Linked DNA regions of Macaca mulatta: regions 2 and 3 are each linked to region 1. Evidence: chromatin contacts called from public Hi-C data. All regions are on one chromosome and are shown on one strand. The core of a region is the stretch at or near the end of the contact, and the rest is flanking DNA. Distances in the headings are between cores, read along the strand shown. Region 1 holds the start of ZFPM1 (zinc finger protein, FOG family member 1). Region 2 holds the start of ZC3H18 (zinc finger CCCH-type containing 18). Region 3 overlaps ZFPM1 (zinc finger protein, FOG family member 1).

Evidence for each region. A called contact is a pair of places that touch in the nucleus more often than the background predicts.
Region 2: a Hi-C map of liver shows a contact between it and region 1, with 2.6 times the contacts expected there. The contact joins the promoter of ZC3H18 here to the promoter of ZFPM1 in region 1. A contact is called at or near these places in 3 of 14 Hi-C or Micro-C datasets (blood, fetal cortex germinal zone and liver).
Region 3: a contact with region 1 is called in a Hi-C map of fetal cortical plate, with 2.2 times the contacts expected there. The contact joins the enhancer-like site here to the promoter of ZFPM1 in region 1. A contact is called at or near these places in 6 of 14 Hi-C or Micro-C datasets (CD4 T cells, blood, cortical neurons and 3 more).

What each region holds. Positions count from the first base shown.
Region 1 is chr20:83,838,743-83,842,560 of T2T-MMU8v2.0, reverse strand. It overlaps ZFPM1 (zinc finger protein, FOG family member 1), which reads right to left and starts at 1,841. Exons shown (of 10, transcript XM_028841554.2): 1 at 1,267-1,841. The coding sequence starts at 1,306.
Region 2 is chr20:83,952,751-83,956,568 of T2T-MMU8v2.0, reverse strand. It overlaps ZC3H18 (zinc finger CCCH-type containing 18), which reads right to left and starts at 1,613. Exons shown (of 18, transcript XM_077986704.1): 1 at 1,453-1,613.
Region 3 is chr20:83,913,680-83,917,497 of T2T-MMU8v2.0, reverse strand. It overlaps ZFPM1 (zinc finger protein, FOG family member 1), which reads right to left. Exons shown (of 10, transcript XM_028841554.2): 7 at 3,399-3,632; 8 at 2,908-3,003; 9 at 2,683-2,829; 10 at 483-2,492. The coding sequence ends at 667. Among named protein-coding and RNA genes, the nearest start is that of ZC3H18, 39 kb to the left of the region's middle. Within about 2 kb of position 1,982, at least 25 of the 40 cell types and tissues checked have an H3K27ac peak or open chromatin away from gene starts, as enhancers often do. A contact at or near this core is called in CD4 T cells, blood and fetal cortical plate, where this site is marked.

The DNA of each region.
Region 1 (3,818 bases), core at 592-3,091:
CCTGAGTAGGGAAGCTCCCACAGGCCCCGCGCAAGGGGTCCTGGTGGCAGTGGTCGTGTGGACAAAGGAGGCAGTGCCCGGGCGCCTGCGGCTGGGCAGCGGGCCGGTTTCCGTCGTGGCCTCCTGGCAGGGCTCAGACGACCTGCCCGTCAGGCTCCGGGGAGGCGCCCCAGGGAGGAAGACCTGTGCCTGGGCCCTAACCATGAGGCGCAAAGTTATTATTGGCCTAGGGTGGGGAGGGGAGCTTCCTGTGCTCTTGCTCCCTCCTGGCACAGCCCAGAGGCCCAGGCCAGACAGTGGTCCCGAGAGCGCAGTTCTCATCGTGGGGGCACTGGCAATGTGGCGGTGGGGCCGCAACCTCTGACCCCGCAGGGAGCCGGACCAGCAAGAAACTTGGTTGCGTGCAGGGGCGACCCTGGCCTGGGGCTACGTCCTGGGAGGCCCTTCTCTGACTCAGAGCAGCCCCCTGGGATGCCAGGGGGTACCCGCGGGCATCCGAGGGCACCATTCGTTGCCCATGCCGCCTTGGCTGGGACATTTGCAGGGTCCAGGAGGTGTCACCAGGCAGGCAGGGCCTGGGTTCAGGACCCCAGCACTAGGGCACGGGGTGGAGATGTCTGGGGGGCTGGAGCCAAGTGCCTAGACTGCAGCAGCTGCGCGCTCCCCCCTCCCCTGCCCTGCGCTCTGCGACGGCACCGGTGGGGGTGGGCGCGGGCGGGTCCTTGCCACTTGGCCAGGCATCTCCACGCGGCCCCGGGTGTCCCCTCTCCCTCCCAGGTCTCTCTCCGCTTCTAGATACAAAGCCTGGGAGAGTCAACCGCGCGAGATAAGATCACAATTTCAGCCCGTCCCGACAGAACGATCTTATCAGGACGGGACTTGCAGAATGGAATATTTTAAACTTTATCTGAGCCCAGATCGGGGCCGCCCTATCGCCGCACCATCTCGCAGATGCGGGGGAGGGGCAGGCCGCGAGGGGCCAAGCGCTGCCCGGGCCGCGCCCCCAACCACCCTCCTCCCGGCCTCCGGGCGGCCCCCTCCTGGGCTGGACCCCCTGGTGCCCAAGCCGAGACGCGGGGGCCCAGGCCGCCGGCGGAGATTAGATTACGGCGCGCTTGGCACAGCGCGGGGGGCGCGGCGCGGGGTGAAGGTCGCCTGCGCCCGGGGCAGAGCGGGGACAGGCGGGGGCGGCGCTGGCGGCAGGGCCCCAGCGGGGGTCGGGCGCGCGGCGGGGACGGCGGGGACGACGGGCAAAGTTTGACTCACGCTTGATCTGCCGGGGGTTGCTCTGTTTCCTCCTGGACATGTCTCCGGCGCCGCGCGCCCTCCCGGCGGCCGCCTCTAGCCCCGGGCGGGCGGCGGCGGGCGGCGGGGGCGCGGCGGGGCCGCGGGGCCGCTCATGCCCCCGGCCCCCGGTTTCCGCGGCCGCCCCGGCCCGCGCCCCCAGCCCGCACGTCCAGCCCCGGAGCCGCTGGCGCCGCCGCGGAGGCCTGAGAGGCCACGGTCCTGCGCTGCGGGTGCGCGGACTGCCCGGCGGGCGGGTGCCGGCTCCTCCGCTTCCGCGCACTCGCCGCCGCCGCCGCTCAGCTTTTCTCAATGGAACCCGCGGGCGGCGAGCGGCGGAGCAGGCGGCCACTGCGAGGGCGCTCCGAGGCGCAGGAGGCGCGGGGCGGGGCGGGGCCTGAGCGTTGTCGGCCGCCGCGCCTCCCGCCCCGCCACGCCCCCGAGCTCCGGCCCCGCCCCGCTCCGCCTGCTGGGCCCTACACCGCTCAGGTTCCGCCCCCAGCGCCGCGACCACGCCCCAGGCCGCCGGCTCTTCACGGCGCTGTCTCCGCCCCCAGCGCTACGGCCCCGCCCCTGTCCGTCTGGGCCTTCAAGGCACTGGCCCCGCCCCGCTCTATGCCCCGCCCCTTCCTGGTTCGGCCCTGCCCCAGTCCCGGGGAGACCTCTAGCCTCCCTCCCCGACTCCTCCTTTGCCCGGAGGCCACGTCCCAGGCCCGGCTGGGACTCTGAGACCTATTCGGTTCTGTTCTGTTCTTCTGCCCCGCGGCACGGCATCCCGCGCCCCGCCTCTTGGTGCCAGCTCCGCCCCCAAACCTGACCCGACCTGGTTGGGCCCTGAGACGCCGAGGCTCCGCCCCCGCCCTGTAACTCCGCCCCCATCCCGTGGTTCCTTCCCAGACCCTTGGGCTCCGCCGCCCGCTCCACGTGCGCGGTGGGGGCAGTGATGACCGGCTCAGGAAGCCCGAGGCCTTGACGCCCACGTTTGTCTTGGGCCAGACTTGGGGTGTGGAGCGGATTCGGGCCGGGAAGGGGGCTTCCGTCCCAGACTGCGGTGAAAGCAGCACGGGGTCCGCCACCTGCCATGGCCCCCAAATGGTGTTAGTCCGCACCCTCAGGACAGCCAGGAGAGCGGGATCTCGGGTCTTCCCCTGTGAGCTCAGACCAGGCTGGAAATCGAGGAGGGGGTGCGGGAGCCGGCAGCCCTGGGCGTTGCCCCTTGGGGCCTCTTTCCTCACCGAGCCTCTCCAGGGCGCCCCGCAGGAGACCCACGAAGGAGGTGCCCACAGCGCCCGGGCCACAGCCCCCTCTCGGGGCAGTCAGAGGTCAGCGAGATTTGTGGGCGCTGTGCTGTCAGCTCAGGCCTGGAAATGGAGAACCGGGCTGTTGCCCTCTGGGGTGTGTTAATGGCGCCCAAGAGCCCCACCTGATGGAGGCTCGGGGACTTGCTCAAGGTCACGCACTGGGGGGTGTCCCCCACTCCCAGCTGAGTTGTATCATTTCCTTTTAATGTTCTCGGCCTGCACTTGCTGCCTGCTTCCCCATCCCCATACTCATTAGAAACGGGGGTGAGTGGGCCCAGGGGCAGACAGGAAGGACCCCTCCCATGTGGCGACGAGACCATGGCACAGCAGGTCTGTCACACCACCTGCCAGCCTGCTGGGAGCTCCTGAGACCCCATCTCATGCCGACTCCTGTGACCTATTCCCTGGCTCCAAGGAACTGGAGTAGTGGTCTCTCTCCCTGGCACAGGAGAGTGGTGAGTGGGTAGGAAAGACAAGGGTACGTCACTGGATACACGCCGCGCCCCCTCTCCCCTGCTCCACCACCATAGACAGACAGGAACACTGCGACCAGGAGGCCAAGAGAGCTGCCCAGGGGCATACGGGTCCTCCAGCCCTTCCTGCTCTCTGCCAGGGTCCAGTGGGCACAGCCTTCCCACAGCTGCTCTCTGGAAGGGGTGGGGCCCATGTCTGATTGGTTCACTCAACCCAGGACCTCTGCCCACGCCCCCACCCCACCCAATGTTTGTCAACTGGATGGAGCCCCTACCCGTATGGGTTTCCCATTGGACCTCACCTCCTTCCCAAAAGGAGGCCAATTTAGAGTATGTGGACCTGGGAGTTAGGGGAGTTCCTGGAGGAGGTGGCCATGGGCTGGCACCTGGGCTGGGTCTGAAGCTCAGCTGGGTCCACGCACAGCAAGTGGCACCCGGGCTGGTGCTGCTGGAACGGGTGGAGATCTGTGTTGGGGTGGATTCTGAAGGTCAGCAGGAGATAGCCATGATCATCCATGACTGATGTCTGTCTAGGCTGCAGGAGGAGATGATGGGATCATTTTGGATGCTTCTTTGCCTGAGCTGAGATTTCTATGAGCCCGTATATAGATGAAAACATGGAGGGACACTCCCAGGGCAGCCAGCGAAGGGGGCCGGCGGTAGGTCCAGACCACAGCCTGCTGCCCTAGCTCGTCACTAGCAAGGCCCCATGCAAAATGAAAATATGAAAATGTGGTGCCGCCTGGATCAAAACCCCAAA
Region 2 (3,818 bases), core at 364-2,863, 110 kb before region 1:
ACTGATTTTCCCATATGACTACATTTTTACTACCAAAACAGGAGTTCTAAAGAGGTTTTGGCAAAGAAGCACCAATGAAATACAAGCACAACATTTTGGGACAGTTACTTTCAACAGAGCAGTCCCTATTTGAATGCCTGAGTTCTGGAACATCTGGTTAAAATTCTGACTCATAACCTCACGGGCTTACAATATCTAAATGAAAGTTATCAAGGTTGGTGACAGACCCCACTCGCAAACTGACCAAGCTTGACCACTAAACTGCTTGATAAGGAGGTACTCACCTTGAGATGCTCTGTAGCCGTGACAAAATACAAATCTCTTGAAACACGATCTAGGCCACAGGTTAACTTACCTGTTTGCTTTCTGGAGTGACTCCACAAAGCTTTCTTACAACATTTCAGCATGTCCCACCTAAAATGGGAGAGGAGTTTCCGGCTTTGGGACACATTTGACCGGTTCCAGGGCTGGCTGGGTTCCATACTGCCCTTAGATAGTAAAATTATCAGGCAAAGACTCTCCTCCCAAGGCTGGGAAGCGGGATTCAGCCGAGGTCAAGGCTCACCAGGAGAATCTCAACAACTGAACGGGAAAGGACCACTCTACAGACAACAAGCTGGAAGTGAGTCTCAGGAGAAATGACGAGCGCCTTGCTACACCCCAAACGGTACTGCAGATGCCAAACACTCTCTTCTTCCATTTTCCCAAACGGGTCTGAAGAATGACCTACCCTTGCAAATGAGTTAGCGGAACAAAGCTCATTTAAAACGGCCACTCTAACCGGCAAACTCAGCTGTCACAAAGTAGTCAGGAAAACTTAATTTTTGGCAGGAGCAAGGCTGTAAGTTTCGGTTCTTCCAGCATTATATCTGCAGTTAGTTTATATAAAGGACCCAGCACCTCTGATCTCCTGATCCAAGGGGCAAGGAAGTTACATACTCCTAAGAGACCGGCGCGCGTCTTGGGGCAATCACCACGTCCAACCTGTGCACACTCTGAAGCTGCGGCGCAAGTTCCAGAAGGCTCATGAAGAGCTCAAAGTTCTCCGAAGAGCCCAGAAACAGCAAGGGCTGACCTATTCCGGAGGTTAACCTGGGCGCCTCTCACCGCCCCTTAGCGGGCGGCACACATGTGCCACGCGAGTGGCCCGGAAGAGAAATGACAGCTTCAGGAAAATAAACTCCGCCGCGGGGCGCGGAGGCAGCGCGCGAGGAGCTCAGGCGCTGAGGGCGCCACAGGACCGCGGGGCCGCTTACGGACGGAACGCGGGGTGGTGCCTGTCTCAAGGTCCCCCTCCCTTGGCCCAAGGGCCAGTCTTCGGTCGGCGGGTCCGCACGGCCGGAGGCGCGCCAGGGTCCCGGGCCTCACTCCCGCCGCCGCCGCCGCCTCGGCGGCCTCCTCCTCCCGCCGCCGCCGGCCCGGCCTCCCGCCGCCCGCCCGGCCCCCGCTAACCTCAGCGCTAGGACGGAGAGGGGGCCACGGCTCTGCTGGAGTCGGAGCGGCGTGGAGAAGACGTCCCTTGGCCCTTCCGTTCCTCACAGGCTCTGGCTCCAGGCTCGACGCGGGCGGAACAAACGGGCTCCACTACCCGCGGGGGCCGGCCATTGTGCGACGTCATCAGGCCGCGACGGTCGTCCTACGGCCGGCGGGCTTCCCTCCCTCGCCCCGCCCCCTCCAGTTTCCTTCCGGCCTCCGCGCGGCTCCGCCCCCGCGGCGGGCGCCCGGACGCGCGCGCGCCCGCCGAGCCCCCGCTACAGCGCAGGCGCCACAGGGAGTTCGCTCCTCGGGAGCGGGAGTCCGGCTCCGCGCCTGCGCACAGGGCTCCCCGTGGCCGCCGGGTCACGTGACGGGGCTCTGGCTCGGCTGGTGGGTTCTTCATCCCTGGGGGATGATCGAGTTCATCAACGCGGAAAACTTAAAGCGGTTTTCGTCGGGCTGGTATCTCCTGCTTTATTGAATGTTGATATTAAATGCTTAGCTCCGGAATTATTTTTTCAGGTATCGACTTTAGATTAAAAGCCTAACAATTCTTACCTTTCCCATGGGCTGCCCGGCTCCCCGCGCGGTTCAACGCGAGCAGCGCCAGCAAGGGGACCTGTCCCGTGTCCTGCTCATCGCGGCGTCCCCCGGGCGCGTCCACAGCCTGGGACGTCCAGGGGCTGCAGCGGTGCGAGCTGCTCTAGAGACGGAGGGCCCGGCCCAAGACCAGGGGCCCACTGTTTCATCCTGCACTGTCCCCTGCCAACGATGTGGCTGGTCCTGGGGGTCACAGGACTTCGCCCACCCCATCTTCCTCCATATCCCCAGGGTGGAAACAAGGGAGCGAGATGTGGAGGAACTGATGAACAGACAAAATGCGGCCTGTCCATGCAGTGGAATGTGAGTCAGCCATCCAGAAGAGTGAAGTTCAGACCCGTGCCACAACGTGGGTGAACCTTGGAAACATATTAAGTAAAGCAAGCCAATCACAAAAGGACAAATACTGTGCGACTCCATGCTATGGACCGAGTTCTGTCCCCCTAACATTTGTATGTGAAGCCGTAATCCCCAATGTGACTGTGTTTGCAGAAAGGGCCTTTAGAGAATTAAGGTTAAATGAGATTATAAGGGTGGGATCCTGATCTGATAGGATTTGTGTCCTTGGAAGACGTACCACAGACGTGGCCCTGTGGCTCACGCCTGTAATCCTAGCACTTTGGGAGGCCAAGCTTGGAGTACCACCTCCTCCAGGAGTTTGAGGCCAGCCTGGGCAACAAAGCAACACCCCTGCCTCTACAAAAAAATTAACAGGACATGGTGGTACATGCCTGTGATCCCAGCAACTTGTTATGGTTATGTAAGAGGAGTGTGAATTCCACCCTGGTGATTTTGGTCGTGTCAGGAGCAGCCCTGTAACGCGAGTTGGCGCCTTCTGTAGGCTTTATGTGTCGGTAAGACAGTCCCACCCAGCAACGGCCAGTTGACAAACATAAACCTGCATGGACATTACCATCCATGCAAAGGAGCAGCCGGCACCGGCTGTGACCGACACGTGCCTGGCTGCGATCTGAGTTTCATGAACAGTAAACTCTGTTGATCACAGCCTCTTTGGAAAACAATGTCAGTTTAAAAGAAGAAGTGCCCTGTGACCAGCCGTGCCACCCTCAACAGGGTTCTTCAAGTGGGGCCCAGGCAAGCAGCCTCAGTATCACTAGGGGTTGTTAGGAATGTGCTTTCCTGGGTCCTGCCCCAGAATGGCTGCACCAGCGACTGGGAGTGGGGCCCTGGGGCCCTGTGGTCCGTGAAGAGCTCTCAGGGGATTCTGATGCCTGATGGCACAGGTGGGCCACCGGACTGCGGTGTCATCTGCCCATGGGCATGAGATATGAAGAAGGACATAGCAGGTCTGTTAGTCATAACTAAAAGAACAAAGGGAAAAACCGGAAAACCACCCAGATGTCAATCAACAGATGATTGTAAGTTTTTGTTTTTTTTTTTTGAGACGGAGTCTCCCTCTGTCGTCCAGGCCAGAGTGCAGTGGCGCGATCTCTGCTCACTGCAAGCTCCGCCTCCCGGGTTCACGCCGTTCTCCTGCCTCAGCCTCCCGAGTAGCTAGGACTACAGGCGCCCGCCACCTCGCCCGGCTAATTTTTTGTATTTTTAGTAGGGACGGGGTTTCACCGTGTTAGCCAGGATGATCTCGATCTCCTGACCTCGTGATCCGCCCGTCTCGGCCTCCCAAAGTGCTGGGATTACAGGCGTGAGCCACCACTCACCATGCCTGGCGATTGTAATATTGTAATAGTAATCTGGTACAACATTGGCAACATTGTGGTTGT
Region 3 (3,818 bases), core at 733-3,232, 75 kb before region 1:
TTTTCCTCTCCTGTCCACCTACTCGCCCATTCTTCCCCCCCTTTGGCGACCACAGGGCTTCATCCTCCCCAGGGCGCCCCCACCCCTGCCATCCCTGGTGGTCTGTGACTGGATGGGGGACATCGGACCCCCAGGACCATGGAGGGTTGGGGGATGGTCAGCCAGGACAGTGCCTTTCCCTTCTGTGTCTGGTGGCCAAGTAGACCGCGGAGAGGGTCAGCAGTGCGGAGGCTGCCCTCCCTAGGGGTTTATGGACAGGGGTGGGGTGGAGTGGGCCCAGAGCGGCTGGCCCTGCAGTGGTTCAGTGTGTGCTGTGGTCTCCAACCTGAGGGTCGGTCTAGCTCTTAGCACCACCTGCGGTGTGACTCCTGCAGGGGCCCAGCCACTCTGGGCCGCAGGGGCCTGTGTACAAACCGGGGGTGGAGGTGGCGCTGGCTGCGTGTGCCTGCCGGCTCAGAGAACTAGGCTGGTCCACCACCATGCTCATCAAACTGTACTTCTTTATTAAGTGCCAAGGGTCCAGGCGGGCGCTGTCCCTTGCGAGCCCCTCCGCCCAGGCCTGTGCATGGCGGGGTTCCCAGGAGCCAGAGTCCGTACGGCCTGGGGGCGGCCCCCCCCCCGCCTCGCCGGGGGGCGTGCAAAGCGTCTGCGGCTGTAGTGTGGCGCTCACTTCACGTGCTCGGCGGCGTGCGAGGAGCAGTAATACTTCTTGTGGGCGATGAAGGTGGACAGGCTGCTGAACTTGATGTTGCAAAGGCGGCAGTACCGGTGGTTGCCGTTGGGTAGGGGCGCCGGCGTGCCCTTGCTGGGGGTCTGGACGCCCTTGTCCGAGTAGGAGGGGGGCGCCGGCGCGGGTGGCACGGCCTCGGGCGCGGCGGCCGGGGACGGGGGCGGGCCCGGCGGCGGCTCCTGGAGCTCCGGGCCGAGGCCGTCCCGGGGGCCGCGGGGCTCGGGCTGCGGGGAGGCGGCGGGCGCAGGTGCGGGCGAGGGGCCGCGGTCGGCCGGCGTCCGGGCCTCGACCCCCGGGCCGGCCAGGGGTGCGCCGAGCAGCAGGCCGTGCGCCAGGCGGAAATGCTCCAGCAGGTCCCCGCGCACCGGGCCGTTCGGGGGGCAGTAGGGGCAGGCGGCGGCGGGGAGGCCGAGCGCGCCGGGCGGTGGCGCAGCGGGGCACGAGTACTTCTTGTGCGCCAGGTAGGCCTCGAGGCTGTGGAAGCTCACGCGGCAGGCCGTGCACTCGTGGTAGTCGGCCAGCGCTGGTGCCGAGGCTCCGGCGGGCGGGCGCCGCGGCTTCTTGCTTAAGTCGATGGGACCGTCGGCCGCCGGGCCTGGCGAGCGCGCAGGGGCGGTGCCGGGGCCGCTTCCGCTTCCGCTTCCGGGCCGCGGCGACTCGGGCGCGGGGGCGTGGCCGGGCGGCGGGGGGGGCGGGGCGCCGGCCGCGTGCAGCTCGTAAAGCTTGCGGCGTCTGCGCGTGCGCACGGGCGCGACTGGGGCGGGGGCCGGGGGCACGGCCGGCCCGGGGGTTCCCGGGGGCGCGGCCGGGCGGCGCGGCGGCGGGTCGTGGCGCGAGGCGCAGTAGTAGCGCTTGTGCACGCTGTAGGTCTCGTGGCGGCTGAAGCGGATGTTGCAGGCCTCGCACAGCGTGCGGCTGGGGTCGTCCTCTGCGTCGTCCACGGAGCTACCCGGGCTCTGGCTGCCCTCGCTGCCCCGGCCGCCCGCGCCGTCCTCGGGCGTGGCCGCACCCCCGGCCCCGTCCTCGCGCGCTCCGGGGCCCGGGGACGAGCGCGGCGCGTCGGGCTCGGCGGGCGGGCCAGGGGGCGCGCGGGCCGGGCCGGGGGGCGCCTTGGGTCTGCGCGCGGCGGGCGCGTCCTCGGGCGCGCGGCGGCCCGAGCAGTAGAGGCGCTTGTGCACGTAGTAGTTGTTGACGTTGCTAAAGGTGATCTCGCACTCGAAGCACGTAGCGCCCTTGGGGGCCCCCGCGAAGAGCCCGGTCTGCGCGCCGCCGGCTCCCGCGCCCGCGCCTTGCTGCAGCCTGCTGTGCACCAGCTCGGACATCTTGGCCAGGATCTCCGAGGCTGGGGGCGCCGCATCGGGCCCGAACACGTACTGCGGCAGGAACAGGGCCCCGGCCAGGCTCAGCTCGCCTGGCACCGGGCTGGAGACCGGCGTGGGGCTGGACAGCTCGGCCTTCACCCTGGCCGGGGCGGGGCTGCGAGGCGACGGCGTCCGCGACGGGGCCTGGGGCCCAGGCTCTCCGGTGCCCGGGGCGCGGGCGGCCTCCGGCTCCTCCACCGCCTCCAGCTTGATGCTCCTGGGGGCCGCCGGGGGCCCGCTGCTGCCTCCATTCTGGGGGGCTGCTCTGGCCTCTCCGTTGGTGGCCTCTGCCAGGGCCTTTCTGTCCAGTCCTGGCGATGGGGTGGGCGCCAGACCCAGGTCCGCAGAGGCCAGGGGGCCGTGCAGCGTCGTGTGCTGCTGCTGGAAGCTACCCAGACTGTCTGCAGAGAGACCGCAGGGGTGGCACCTCAGGCCTGGGGCAGGACTTGGCCGGTCAGAGCTGAAGGGCGAGCTCCGGGAGGGGACGGGTGGGCGGAAATGGTTTACACCTGTCTTGGGCGACAAGCCCGCTCCCTTCCCTCTGCTCAGGGGGCCCAAGGGGCAGGGGGTGGCCCCCACAGGGCTGCTCACCTGGGGGCAGCTTGGTTGCTGGGTGTCCGGCCCCTGGCGAGTAGATCTCACCCTTGGAGCCTGGCTGGCAGACCATGTGGTTGGTGACCAGGTGGCTGTAGAGGATGTCCCTTGTGGTGGAGATGAAGCCACAGCTGTGGCAGACACCTGTGGGCCATGGCGAGTTGGTCAGGGCCCAGGGCGGAGGGCGGGCCCCACACATCCCCCGGCCCCTGTGGCGCCTACCGCTCAGCGTGTCCGTGTGCACCTTGAGGTGCCGCTCGCAGTTGGCCTTGGTGGTGAAGGCCGACAGGCAGATCAGGCACACGAAGGGCCGCTCTCCTGGAACACAGGGCGCATAAGAGCGGTGCCCGGGCCAGCTTGACCTTGGGACTCCAGGGACGAGGAAGGCAACTGGGCCAGGGCCATGAACTGTGCCGGAGCGGGGGACCCAGTGCTGAAGGCTCTTTACACCCCTCCCCCTCCTTGGCCCTTTGTCTCTCGGGACTGCAGTGGGCCCAGCCCTCAGCTGACTACCCAGATAGCCCACAGGCTGGCCTGCCTGCTCTGGGCCCCTGCGGGGGTCTTGGGTGTGCCGGAGACCACACAGGTGAATCGTGGCACTGTGGGTGCTTGCATGTGGGTTTTCCGGGGCGGCCTGCAGGACTGGGTGGGGAAGCAGCCGGCATCCTGAGGACCCGCGTCTGGGGTGGGGGCTCACCGCTGTGGGGGCTCACCGCTGTGGCTGCGCATATGGATCTCCAGGGAGCTGGCGCTGGGGCAGCTCTTGCGGCACTGGGGGAAGGGGCAGACGCGTTCGTTGGGGTAGGTCTCCTTGGGCTTCTCGTCCGCAGCAGCTGCGGCCGGGGAGCCGGCGCCCTGGCGGCTGGCACAGTAGTAGAGCAGGTGTGCTTGCAGGTTACGCTCGCTGCGGTACCAGATGCCACAGTCCTTGCAGGGGAAGACGTCTTCTGTGGGGTGGGAAGCAGGCGGGGGCAGGCTGAGGGCCAGCCGGGCAGCCAGGGCAAGGCTGTGGGCGGAGGGAGGGCCTGGCCCCGACAGACCCCACCGTCCTCCCCACCCCAGGAGCTGAGGCTTTGACCCCTCCCTGTAACCGTAAGCCTCCTGGATGGTCCTGTGACAGCCCCACTCCCTTC